Regions from separate parts of the Triticum aestivum genome. Here region 1 is linked to region 2. A link is a contact called in public Hi-C data. All regions are on one chromosome and are shown on one strand. The core of a region is the stretch at or near the end of the contact, and the rest is flanking DNA. Distances in the headings are between cores, read along the strand shown.

Region 1 (6,533 bases), core at 1,611-4,110, 310 kb before region 2:
ACGCCATGCCGCGCACGACACCGTCGAGCCCGCTGACGGCGACGCCGCCGCGCTCCCCGACGGCCGCCAGCCGCCTGGCCGTCGCCCCGGCGTCCCCGACCACCCCGCAGTGCGCCATCCCGGCCTCGCCGCGCACGCCCCCGGCGCCGTCCAGGGCGTCCACCCCGCCGCCGACCACGCCGCGCACGCCGCGCCCGGAGATCACGCTCAAAGAGCCGTCGTCCACGCACGAGAAGCGCGCGCCCGCGGCCGTCCGCGGCCCGCCGTCACGCGCGCTCCGCGCCATCCGCGCGCTGCTCCGTTCCTTCCCCATCATCGCGCCGGCAGCGTGCCGCCCGGCGTCGGCCCTACCCAGGCGCCATGGCAAGCCGCACGACGGCCACGCCGGCGGCCGCGCGCGCGTCACCGGCACCTTCTACGGCCACCGCCGCGCCCGCATCGCGCTCGCCGTGCAGGAGCGGCCCGGCAGCCTCCCCACCCTGGTCCTCGAGCTCGGCGTGCTCACGGGGAAGCTCATGCAGGAGATCTCCGCCGGGGGCCACGTCCGCATCGCCCTCGAGTGCGAGAAGAAGTCCAAGAAGTCGCCCGACGCCGGCGAAGGCGGCGGGAGCGTCAGCCTGCTGGAGGAGGCGATGTGGACGGCCTACGTCAACGGCCGGCGCGTCGGGTACGCGGTCAGGCGGGAGGCCACGGACGGCGACCTCGCGGTCATGCAGCTGCTGAGCACCGTGTCGGTCGGCGCCGGCGTGCTGCCCGGGGACGTGGTGGACGAGCCGCCCGGCGGGGCGGCGGACGCGGACGGCGAGGTGGCGTACATGCGCGCGGGGTTCGACAGGGTCACCGGGAGCAAGGACTCGGAGTCGTTCTACATGGTCAGCCCGGACGGGGACGGCGGCGCCGGCGCCGGCGGTGGCACGGAGCTGAGCATTTTCTTTGTCAGGGTGTAGAGGGAGACCGCGTTGCCGTTGCCGGCGGTAGGAGTTGTTAGTCGTCGTTGTTTCTTTTCTTTTCGGCAGACGTGGCTACCTTCGTGTAACAAGTGTGTGACGCTGTGTTTGTGTTGGTGCATTATTGTGTGACCGCGAACAATCTTGTATGTATCGACTTGTGTAAACGGAATCTATACAGAGAAATCATCATCCTACAAATTCCACCGAAGATAACTGGATTCTCCATGAACAATACTCCCTCCGTTCACAAATGTAAGATGTTCTAGTAACTTTTTCTGAGTCAGATGTATATAACACCCAGGTATCAGCCGGTTTGTGCAAACTTTTGGGTGCAACAGGCCGAAAAGAGGCACCAAAGGTGCAGCGGTTTCTTATGCGGCCATGCACATTAAGAGCAAAAGTAAGTGAACAAAATACGAGTACGAGAGACTTAGGGCAATAGTTTTTTTTAGAATCAAGAGCAACAGTCTTTTTGTAGCAGCTCAAGAGCAGTAGTAAGAGACCAGAACACTGGGGAAAAAAACCTTTTTTTTTAAGACAACACTGGGAAAAAGCTGGTACGGCTCTTAAGGCCCACACGCCTATCTCCCGTCATTCAGCCCATGTAGGAGCAAAGTCAAGCCCAACGAGACGTAGTACCTCCCGGACTGCGCGCCTCCCTGGCTCCCTTCACGGCTTCACGCCCGCCGCTGCTGCTGCGCTTCGGTTTTTAGTACCACCTCGCTCAGCGGAGAGCATCGAGCGGGGGAGCCACTATAAGAGGGGGGCGAGGTGCAGCGTTGTTCCATACTTACCTGGACGGGGTCGACGGGCGATCAAGAAGGCCCGTGGCCTGGGTCAATGGCCCACATTGCACTTGGTGGGTGCGTTGGCCCACCATCTCCCCAAGTGGGAGAGTGGACGTCATAATTTGTGGTAGAGGGGGTACGCGTTCGCGCGGCCCCTGCCAATTCTTTGAAATTAAATCTTGGTCCTCTGTTTGGCTCGCTTACGAAGGAGTATGTTTTACAATCCAGTCCCTTGTCTGGTTGTTGCACATCGAGAGGGAGCCGGCAACGTGTTCTCTGAACGGAGGAAAAGAAGATTTCAGTATGGGCTGGATGGAGGGTTCTGAACTTCTGATCCAAGTGCATGTAACATCCGAATCTTGTGCTGTCAGAGGTTGTATATTCTGGTGTTCTTCACCTCCCGCTTACAACTAAGTAAATTTTGGGAACAAACTCACTTCTGCGCTACTCCCTCCGTTCCGAATTACTTGTCTTAGATTTCTCTAGATACGGATGTATTTAGCACTAAAATAAGTCTAGATACACCTGTATCTAGACAAATCTGAGACAGGTAATTCGGAACGGAGGGAGTACTAGATAGGGATGAATGAAGTCACTGCAGTCTTGAGCTTATTATATAACCTGACAGTTGAGACAGAGACAAGCACCCCGAGTCTAGCTTTAGCCTGAAACTAAGTGAAAGACCAACAACTTCACAATCATACGTGTCACCAACCAAGTTTACTAGCTACCAATTCTCTGCGGTGAGCTGAAAAAACAACACTCCACAGAACTCGTATATTCTGATCCTCTTTACCTTAATATTACAATCAAGTAAAATTTGGCAAGAACTGAACCTCTACACGTGTGGATAGACCCGATTGAAGCCACTGTCAGTTGAGGCACCCCACACAGTTTGGCATTTCGCCGCGACAAGTTCCTGACACGATACCTTGGCTCTAGTCTCATTTGCTTAGCATGAAACTGATTGAACGGCCACACAGTTTAGAATGTCTCCACCAAGAGTTACTACCAACATGCCAAAAGTAACTGTGGCATCCAGTGTTGATCAGGAGATGTGAGCTGGGTGGCAAAAGAGTGTATACATCCGTCGGCCGGTAGTTTGACCAGTGTAAATGTGAATTCAAGAACTTAAAGCTGCCACGGAAGGGAAGATAGCACGGCTGGCTGGTGGATAAGGTGAGTGCTACGCGGCCGAAAGGTGAGGGAGTGAGTGCTATAGGGTGCGTGGTGCATGAGGCAGGAGAGCTCTTTCCCTCCTCCACACAGAACAACCCAACAACGACCACCATGGCCCTCAGGGTTGCTCCGTCGCCGCTCCTCGCCTCCGGCGGCGGTGCCACCGCCTTCGCCACCCCGCTTACGCCGAGGAAGAGAGGCGCCGGCCTGCTCCTCGTAAGCAAGCGCTCCAGAATCTCGGCGCAGCTCGGTACCCACGATTCCTCCTCAATCTCTCTTATGTTGCATTTTGTTTGAGTCCATATACGCTACGCGTGTATATGCAGGTGGTGGTGGTGGTGGTGGTGGAGATGGAGAGACCAAGCCTGACGGCAAGAAGTTCATCACCAGAGAACAGGAACCGGAGCAGTAAGCAAGCCTGCACCCATCAGCTCTCATGATCCATATTATGAGTTCATCTATGTGTGGTCTGTGGTCAATTGGTGTGGATAAAATGGATGATGATGGATGATGTAGGTACTGGCAGACTGCTGGGGAGAGGAAGGGGGAGAACCCCATGATGACGCCGCTGCCCTATATCGTCATCTTCGGCTTCTCCACCCCCTTCATCATCCTCGCCATCGCCTTCGCCAACGGATGGATCAAGGCGCCCCTCATCCGCTGAGCTCCGGTCGAGCTATCCTCCTCCCCCTTCCAGCGAGAGAGATGACTTGCTTCCATTCTATAGAGATTGCTGTAAAGCCGTATGTAAATCATTTCTTCAGAGATCTTTATATAGTGGAGTCACCGGCTGCTCTGCACTCATGACTGCATTTGGTTCTGCATAGAAGCGAAAGCCCTGTGTTTGTTAAGATTGTGAGCACTTTCAACAGTTCAAGATCGGTCGATCAAGCAATTGAGGAAAAATATAGAATGGCGTCGGTACCATTAACATCAAATTTCAACAAGGAGGCAAAGAATCTACACATAAGCACATGCCGCCGCTACAGATTCATCTCAAGTCAGACATACAACAAACAACTAAACCACATTCTAGCAAGATTCATGAGATTCTGCATACCATAGAATACCATTGGCTATTTCTCCTCATAAACTTGCAGATAACAAAGACATGTTTTTCGGGCCTAGCCAGTAGCCCACAGCAGTATACAGTTAAAACTTTTGCGCAAACGGACGCATCATATGGCAGCCACCTAGCTAGCGTGGTTTCCTATCAAACTCAGACTCACGACAGTGTGGGTCAAGCCAGTCGCGACGAGAACTCTTCGCCATGCCCCTACTATCTGTTGTTACAGCCCCCATGAGCTCTCTTAGGCTTTCCACCTTGTTCTCCTGAGCATTGCCACTGGATTTCCTATCTGCCTCCTTCAGCTTGTTTCTGAAACTCTGCTTGCGGCCAACTGTGTTAAGTTGCTGCTGCTTTGCTCCTGATGGTGGCGCCCCATGAGGTCCCAAGTATATCTTCTCCTCTTTTGCCTGTTCATTCAAATACGAGTTTACACCACTGTGCTAGCCAAGTGGTTGTTCAAGTTACATTTACTGATCTAACGAGGGACATTGCGGCGAAAAGATCTGTAACTCGCCTGTTGAGGTTCAGGATCCCTTGCTTTGGGGACACTGTGTGTAGTAACATCATCATCATCATCATCTTGAATAGTCACATCAGGAATAACAAATCCATCCGCATCTGTAATTGTACCATCGACATTATTAAAAGAACTCAAATAAACCTCATGTTTTGAATGTAGCAGTTGGCACATGTATGTTTGATTTTAATACGTAGAATAAATATGTGCAGAACAGCGTCCCTGCATCAGTGCCACCTTCCACAAAAAACTCCATGATATCAAGTTTCATGAGATATACTATAGTGCAAGCAAGTCACTACCATAACCCGGTACAAGGGAGTTAATAGCATATAAGTCTCTTAATGATTATCATTAATGAACATCTTAAAGCGTGTCAATGCTTTAAGAAACAAAAACAATCTTAAGTAAAAATTACTCGCAAAGAAATGGAACCTAGTTTAGGTATCTCTGTGACCAAATACTGATTAGAAAGCTATGACGTACATGAACAACTTGTGATTATCACTAGATTATACTAATAGCACTCCTTTTTCCAATCAATTAGGATTGTCTACATTGCCTCCTGTCATATAGGAAAGGGCTCATATTTAAGCATAAATCATCATGAGATTCAAATCTTACCCTTCAGTTGGCATCACTGATCACTCGTACTATTATAGTATTATCAGAAAGAGTCATCAAGGTGAATCAGAAGGGACTCCTCATAACGCACCAAGATATCAAGATCGATGACTCAATGCTAATAAACTTGGCATTGACTTGGTACTAATGTGCGACAAATGGAGGCATATATTTTGTGCAATCTTTTTTACATGCTGCTCTCTTCTAACTAGCAGATGTTTTAAAATTTTACTATAACCTAAGCAGTAAGCAAAATATCGCCCAAAGCAATAGTAGGCTTTTCCGTTCCACCTCAAATTCCTCAAAACTGTTCCAACACAACTAGTTTCCAACCAGTTTGTGGTATATTAATAGCATTCCTATTTCCATTCAATGAAGATTTTCTACCATTTTTTCCCGAACCTTGTGCAGATTGTCTACATTGCCTCCTGTAATAGAGGAAAGGGTTCATATTTAAGCATGAATCATCATGAGAAGAAAATTGTACCCTTCAGTTGCCATCACTCCTATTATTATATTATCAGAGAGAGTTGTGAAGGTAAATCAGGAGTGACTCCTCATAACGACCAAGATATCAAGACCGATGGCTCGATGCCTTCCACCTCAAATTTCTCAAAATTGTTCCAAGAAAGCTAGTTTCAACCAGTTTACGGGTATTGTCCCATAAAGGTAGGCGTATAACTTCAACACACCAGGTCTGTTCAAGAAGGGCATGCTTGCTACAGTAATTGACCTATGTCCCAGGCAACTCCCCGATGATACGATGGGTACGAGCAAGAGAATAACAGTCAAGAAAGGCATCACGCATCTAGATTGAACTCCTCTTCAAGACAATCATGGCAGAAGAACATGAGTAGGATGCGCTGGGGGCTTTAGCAAGCTAGAGGCGCAGCAAGAAACAAGGGCGCGGAGCAGACACGGGTGGTAGTTGGTTACCACACTCGTCGTCGGAAGCAGATGCGTCCAGGAGCGGCGAAACGCTTCCACCGCCGACGGTTTGATATTGGGTTGGTATTTATGTGCAGGGCGGAGGGGACGCTTCCACTTGTCCAGTGGCTCCATACTACTCCCTCCGTTCTGAATTACTTGTCTTAGATTTGTCTAGATACGGAGGTATCTAGCACTAAAATGAGTCTAGATACATCCGTATCTAGACAAATCCAAGACAAGTAATTCGGAACGGAGGGAGTAGTAAACTTGGTACTGGGTTGGTATTTATGTGCGACAAATGCAGTCATATGCTTTGTTTTCTTCAAACTAGCAGATGTTTTTACATTTTATAACCCATAAAAAAGCAGTAAGCAATTCCACCTTAAATATCTCAAAATTGTTCCAACACAACTTGTTTCAACCAGTCTGGTTGACATTGCCCCATAAAGATAGGCATATAAGTTCGACATACCAGG
Region 2 (6,700 bases), core at 2,873-5,372:
GATAGATGGTATCCAGCTATAACAAACCTTTTTAGGGGAAAGAACTACAGGAGGCTTCCACCTCTCGAGCTCTGCAAGCTTGCTTTTTTTATCAAATGGACAGGGTGGCACTTTAGAAAGAACACAACCTCCAAATTTCCGTATTACAGACACAATCTCTTTCTCCTTATGACTTTGAAATCCAGTCACCAAGAACTCTAGTCCATGAAATATGGCTTCTTTTTTGCTAGTGCATTCCCTGGGCTCCTGCATGTCAGCAACTCTGCTTTCAGACCCTGCAAAGAAACAAGAGTGAGGGTCACCAAAAGTATGTAATGACCGTGCATATATTTACCCACGATATACAGTACATATCTAGCATAAGAGAACATAAACCAGAACTTACAACTGAATCGAGATTTAACCCTTCTGCTCTTGGTTTGTCTAGTACTAAGTTTAGCATTCAACAATTGGGGTCCTTTTCTTTTAAGGCCTCGTTTACCAACACTCAAATATGTTGTGGGTTGAGGCAAAACTTCTGATGGGATATATTGCTCTTTGTTGTGATGCTCGTTATCATCTTGAGCATCAGATGACTTCTTCTGAACCAAAGAAAATTCGTTCAAGCTTCCAGCTTCAGCATTGTTTTCAGTGAACTGATTAGAGGCTCGGATACGCTGTATCTTCTTATTTAAGATTATCGGTGCGCTTCTCTCCTTCTGACAAACTGCCACATTAACATCATTATGAGCCAGACTACCTCCCGAGATGTTTGATATAGGTCCTAGCATGCTAAAAGGCCTGAGGGAACTATGTGTTCTTCGCCTCCATGGATTAGATTCTTGTACCTTATCTAACGGCACAGAAGATGGACCGGCTTCTACATCTAGGTCATTCTTCAGAGATTCCTTGCGATATACTGGTTCACTGTTTTCCTCATTCCTCTGTTTACATTCAGGAGGTTGACTAGTGGATACTTCATTGCAAGATATGCTACACGGAACAAATGAACAGAGAGGATCCTCAGGTGATAAGCTTGAACATACTACTTGATGGCACGACTCTGCACTTTGAACCTCTCCATGGAAACCTTCATTCTTTTGGAGAAAAGATGCTCTTGAAGAGGCAACCATTTCTGTCGATGTCGCTCTAGGTGCAGGAGAGCACTCATTCATGCTATCCATTGACTCAGAAATGAAGCTAGTCCTTATATGCTTCCTTGCACGACCACCAAACTTCGTCTCTTCAACAATTCTTCCAGCTTCCTGGAAATATATTTTACATTGTAATTACATAGATGAAGAGTGCTGAATGAGATAGGCATATGATCCATTAAGTTTGTTATAAAAAAATGTTCATGGGCAACAAATTTACCTTTGTGATATTTTGACCTCTTACTGGATTCCTCAAGTTCTCAGTAAAAGCACGGTTGTTTTGAGTCAACTTCTCGAAAGCAGCTTCCTCATTTCTCGAGCAAGAGATTGCTTTATCTTGAGCTAGTTGCTTTATAGAAACACATCCTGGACTTGATTCTTTTACTAGCGTACCAGCAGAACTATTCTCTGCCAAAGAATCAGGTACATGGTCACTGGTATAAGCATCTTGGCTGTGCCATTCTTTATTTTGCTCCTCGGAAGAACAAATGTCTACATCATGTGGGGCACAACTAGGCTGAGAGATGCTCTGTTTCAAGTTAGTTGTGTTGTGGCCTTGAGATGAACAAGCAGTTTGAACAGTACACAGGCCAACATCTTCAAATACATCAAGCATTTCGATCTCATCCAATTCTGCAAGCCAATCGCTCTCATCCCGATCATTTTGAAAGGATCCACTATCATGTTCTGTTTCCTCAAGAAAACACTGTTTCCGAGCTTCCTTTACACGCAGAGCAGCTTCGAGGGCAGCTGCAGTCAACTTATCAGGCTGGCAATCATCAAGTATCATTTCTGCAATAACCATAGCCTCAGAAGCAGCAATAGATAGCTCAACCGCATCATTAGCATCTGCCTTACGGAGCTTCTGAACATCAACTTTTCCACCAGATGGTTGATGTTTTCTTGCACCAAGTGGTTTAGTGACATCCTTGCTAGCCACTCTACGGACTCCTTGTTGTGTATCATCCTTAAGGCCTTTAGCCTCTTGCACAGCTTTGATCTCTTGTGCTTGACCATCAACATAAGAGTCCTTTAATGGTCCTTTGCATGTACCAGAATTCAGAATCTGTGGGCTAACATTGGCTTGAACTGAGGAGATATCCTTGCTAGCCACTCTACCAACTTCTAGTTGCTTATTATCCTTAATGCTTTTAGCCTCTTGTACAGCTTTGATCTCTTGTACTTGACCATCAACATAAGAGCCCTTGAACGGTCCTTTGCATGCACCAGAGTTTAGAATCTGAGGGCTAACATTGGCTTGAACTGAGGAGAGTTGTGCTGCACTTTCTGAAGAAAGGTGCAGAGAGAAAGGCAGCACCTGGAGGGGGGAAATTCAACCCATGTTATAACAGCACACGACAAGAAGATTATGTTTGTGCAGCAGAGGAAGAGCCAATTATTTTGGCTGTTACAAGCCTATGTTTGCTACTATACTAACTTGTTCACTCGTAAAATGAAAACACATGCACAATGTTCAGAACCCCATTATTCATAAGCACATATGAAAAATACACGGTAGGCAAGATGAAAATGGCATACTGAGGGCCTCTTTGATTCAAAGGATTTTCATAGGATTTTTGAAGGATTAGAATCCTTAGGAATTTTTCCTGCGTTGATCGTTTGATTCGCAGGATTGAATCCCATAGGATTTTTTCCTCATGTCAACTACAATTCATAGGAATTCTAGCATCCACTCCAACCTCTTGGAAGAAATCCTTTGTTTTTCCTGTGATACAATCAAACAAACTCAAATCCTATAGGAATCCAATGGGCACGTCATTTCAATCCTACATTTTTCCTACTCCTGTGTTTTTGCAATCTGCTAATCAAAGAGGCCCTGAACCTACAATTTTATTCTTTCCCCATTCAATGGAAGATTACGGACAGAACAAAAGTAAGTACGCTGTACAAGTGTGCATCCCTGGAACAAATAATGTAACTCGGGGCAAAGAAGAAATCGACAGATCCATAACTGTTATGCAGGATTGAATCATTAAAGGCTACAGCTACAGGTACATGTACTACCATCTCCTGAATTATTTGATCAAACAGAATGACAACACCCTAAGTTGTGACCAAACTTCAGTGATTAGCATCAAGAATCTTAGCCTACCTCTCTGCCTGTTGGAGTATTTTCAGCAGGTGTATCCTCGTCTCCCGACAGATGCAGACGGAACCCGCTGTAACCATCAGCACTTAGGGCGGCATTCCGACAACTCCGTTGCTCTTGTGCAGGGTCCACAATGCACACACAGTCCTGCAGTTCAGTGAAGAGAACACACTACACCAGATGAGAACAGACAGTGCACCGAGAAACGTATATAGATAAACATGCACAATCACACCAAATGCATTCAGATCCAATTCAATCGTATGCCATTTCATGCCAATGACCAATCACCAGTTTTGAGTTATTGTCGATAAGGTGGGATAGTTGGCGAAAAGGATTCGAACCGGGGATTTCCCCCTTTCTGTAACATGCTCAAAGGAAATAGCAAGGCGCTTGCAAGTGTTGGGTAATCAGAGAATAACAAACTCAGAGCGTACAAGGTTAGCACCAATCGACGCGCAAATCAGGCGAGAAAAGCACCTCACAAGGCGGCGACGACACGCCGGGGCTGTCTCTTCGGTGCTCGCCGGCCGTCGGCTGCCGATGCGGCTGAAGCCATTGCGGGAGCCACGCGTCATCCTGAAGAACTCGAAGAAGCCCGAAAGGGCGTCAGAAGAGGGCGCATCCCAAACAGTTCACATCTCCTCCCTCCCGCCCAACCGAGAGAGAGAGAGAGAGAGAGAGAGAGAGAGAGAGAGAGAGAGAGACCTCAGAGAAGCGCGGCGAGTGGTAGGCGCAGGTCGACATGGCGGCCCGGCAGTCGCCGGCTGCGGCTAGGTGGCGCCGCCACGAGAGGAGAGGAGTGGAGGGAGGGGCGGGGGGTCTTCTGGTTTACTTTCTGTACTAAATCTGGCTTGCTTGATAAGCCTCTCTCTCCTCCGTCTCCCGCCACCGCCCACCGCAGCGGTTCGCGCCATAAAAATGACAGCATTTTTTTTAGGCAAATAAAAATGACAGCAAGGTCTCCCCATTTCTCCCCGCTGTACCGTCTGACAGGTGGGCCCGGCCTGGTGCCGCCGAGGCATGGGCCTGGGCCGCAATTTTCTGCTGGATCTATTTTCAGGGTGCCTTTTGTAGGAAATTTGTTACTGTTATCAACCACGCTCTGCCAAAGGTAACAATTTCCTTCCCACACTTAATTTTGCATTTAAAAAGGAAATATTTTCGTGATACTCAACAGCATCAATTTTTTTGGGTAAACACATAACCACGCTGTCACCAGTGGTAATTTTCTTCGCATAATTTTAGAAAGAAATATCAGTTCGTATGCTTTACAAAAATGAAGGAATGTTATTTAGTGACACCCGACAGCAGCGCATTTCTGCCTCGAAAATTAACAGCAGTAGATTTACAGGGCCAATTATCGGAGAGCCAGTGGGAGAATTCCGACATTTACACGAAGTTATGCTCGGATTTTAGCCCTGCTGGTGCTGGTAAAAGAGAAAGAAAGAAGACAAGAAAACCTACACCAAAATTGGGTCATAAGAGCTGAAACGCACGCCCCAAAAAAAAGTTACAGAAAGGACTAAGGACAGCTGCACAAATTACTGCACGAACGACTTGTATCACCAGAAGGTACAAACAACAATTGGGCGGGGGCGATCGATGCTCCGAGATCGCTCTCTAGCTCTTCAAGTCCGCCAGCGCGGTCTTAGTGGCAGCGGAAATCACGGCGTCCGAAGCATTTGGCAGGTAGTAGTATTTCCCTGGCACAGCAAGGAAAGAAGCTGTGTTCATGGAAGGTTATGCAGATAACTAATTTACGGTATGTCGGTGCTTATAGTTAGTGATGAAGATGGCAGGTGTATCTTTTTAAGTGGCGACAAGGTTCCTCGGACTCCACTCATATTACCTTATACCATGAAAATGCGTTAAAAAAATCGAAACAAGAACAGGCATGGTTTCCTACAGGTTTCAGATCGAGTAGTGTAATTATTCTGATGTAGTGTTGAGAATACCTTGGGCAACCCTTGCAATTTCCTTGGCGAATCCCGTAGATACAAACTTGTTCTCGGTATCGATGACGAGAAGCGACATTCCTGCCTTGAATATTTTTGCAGACACATCAAGTATCTCATCCTTGCAAAGAGGAAACAAATTCTTCAGTGCCTTTTGAACACAGCAGGAAACTTCAAAATGATGGCCCAAGGATACATTTGTTTGGTGTTAGGATAAGAGTGGTACCTTCAATTCTTGAGTAGATGGTCTTGGTGCGTCTGAAGCAGCGGCAGCTTCTGGGTCATTGGATTTCTTCAGTGATACATTAGCTCTTCCATCGGTGATTGCAACGATCATGATACGCCCAACGTCGCCACTCTTTTCAGCGTTCAATCCCACTCTGACAGCCTTGAAGTAGAATCCACAATGTTATCCAGATTATAATGTCCTGGCATTACAGAAGAATTCAACGCAGTTCTTGGTTCTTACTGTACTCAGGCCATGAGCTAAAGGAGAACCGCCACCGCATGGTAGCTTTTCAAGACGTTTGCGAGCCATTGCAATGGATCTTGATGGTGGAAGTAGAACTTCAGCATAGTCTCCACGGAAGGGAATAATTGCAACCTGAGGGATGCCAAAATGGAAGCTAAAGTTAGTGCACAAACTGTCCATATAACGATGATTACCCGGAGGGGAAGCACAAATGGAGGTGTCTTACAAGGTACGCAGCAAGTAACAAATGCTAATCACTAAAAAAAAGATGGCAAATTCTAATGCTAAATTTTCACATTTCAGTAGTACCTGATCTCTGCTTGTGTAACTTTCTGCAAGCAACTTCAATGCTGCACCTTTGGCATTCTGCATGCGGTTCAGAGCCATGCTGCCACTAGCGTCCACAACAAATATGACCTGTCATGAGAATAAGTCCAAACAGAGTTGTGAAGTCTCGCGGTAAGATAAATCTGCTTTGCCACATACATAAAACATGACTGGCCTAATATACATATTCCCATGAAATTGCACAAGCAAATGTGGAGAGAGAGAGCGAGAGAGAGACAGACCAGAGCACCGGCTTTTCGAGCCATTCTCTTGGCTCTCATGTCAGTCTTTTCAACAAAAACTTTTCTTGTCTTGTCAAGACTTTTCTCTCTCCGCAGTTTTTGGTATGGTGCAGCTGCTCGAAGTGTCGCGTCAACAGCTAATCTCCTGACTGGACCCTACAACAGAATGAACTGTTTAGATGAACCAATTTGGTGAGAAAGGGTACCAAGCATAGGAGTGATATTACAAAGGAAGGTGTCTGCTATATCAGTAAAATTAATGGAAAAGACCGGGAGGCATCAGAGGAATTCAAAATGCAATAAAACAGACCTAGATAAGGAGAAGTGCCGAAGCATTATTTGCATAAAGAAACAAACACGAGAATGGATTCAGGAATGTTTGAACAATCAAGTGTTTAGAGTTGCAGTGTTGATGAGGTAAAACTTGAGACCTTTGGAAGCATAGGCTTAATGTATCG

What was found. A called contact is a pair of places that touch in the nucleus more often than the background predicts.
Region 1: a contact with region 2 is called in a Hi-C map of leaf, with 5 times the contacts expected there. The contact joins the promoter of LOC123105596 here to the promoter of LOC123105591 in region 2. A contact is called at or near these places in 2 of 5 Hi-C or Micro-C datasets (both in leaf).

Annotation. Positions count from the first base shown.
Region 1 is chr5A:646,844,662-646,851,194 of IWGSC CS RefSeq v2.1, reverse strand. It overlaps LOC123105596, which reads left to right and starts at 2,860. Exons shown (of 3, transcript XM_044527685.1): 1 at 2,860-3,167; 2 at 3,244-3,325; 3 at 3,434-3,721. The coding sequence starts at 3,029. The coding sequence ends at 3,581. It overlaps LOC123105595, which reads right to left. Exons shown (of 3, transcript XM_044527684.1): 2 at 4,501-4,604; 3 at 3,951-4,393. The coding sequence ends at 4,115. LOC123109097 (U1 spliceosomal RNA) reads left to right here and starts at 1,737; the gene lies at 1,737-1,897.
Region 2 is chr5A:646,537,960-646,544,659 of IWGSC CS RefSeq v2.1, reverse strand. LOC123105591 reads right to left here and starts at 4,122. Exons shown (of 10, transcript XM_044527680.1): 1 at 3,952-4,122; 2 at 3,724-3,822; 3 at 3,247-3,390; 4 at 1,354-2,451; 5 at 386-1,244; 6 at 28-275. The coding sequence starts at 3,990. LOC123105590 (magnesium-chelatase subunit ChlD, chloroplastic) reads right to left here. Exons shown (of 15, transcript XM_044527679.1): 9 at 6,674-6,700; 10 at 6,243-6,398; 11 at 5,983-6,090; 12 at 5,671-5,805; 13 at 5,428-5,589; 14 at 5,202-5,322; 15 at 4,514-4,949. The coding sequence ends at 4,867.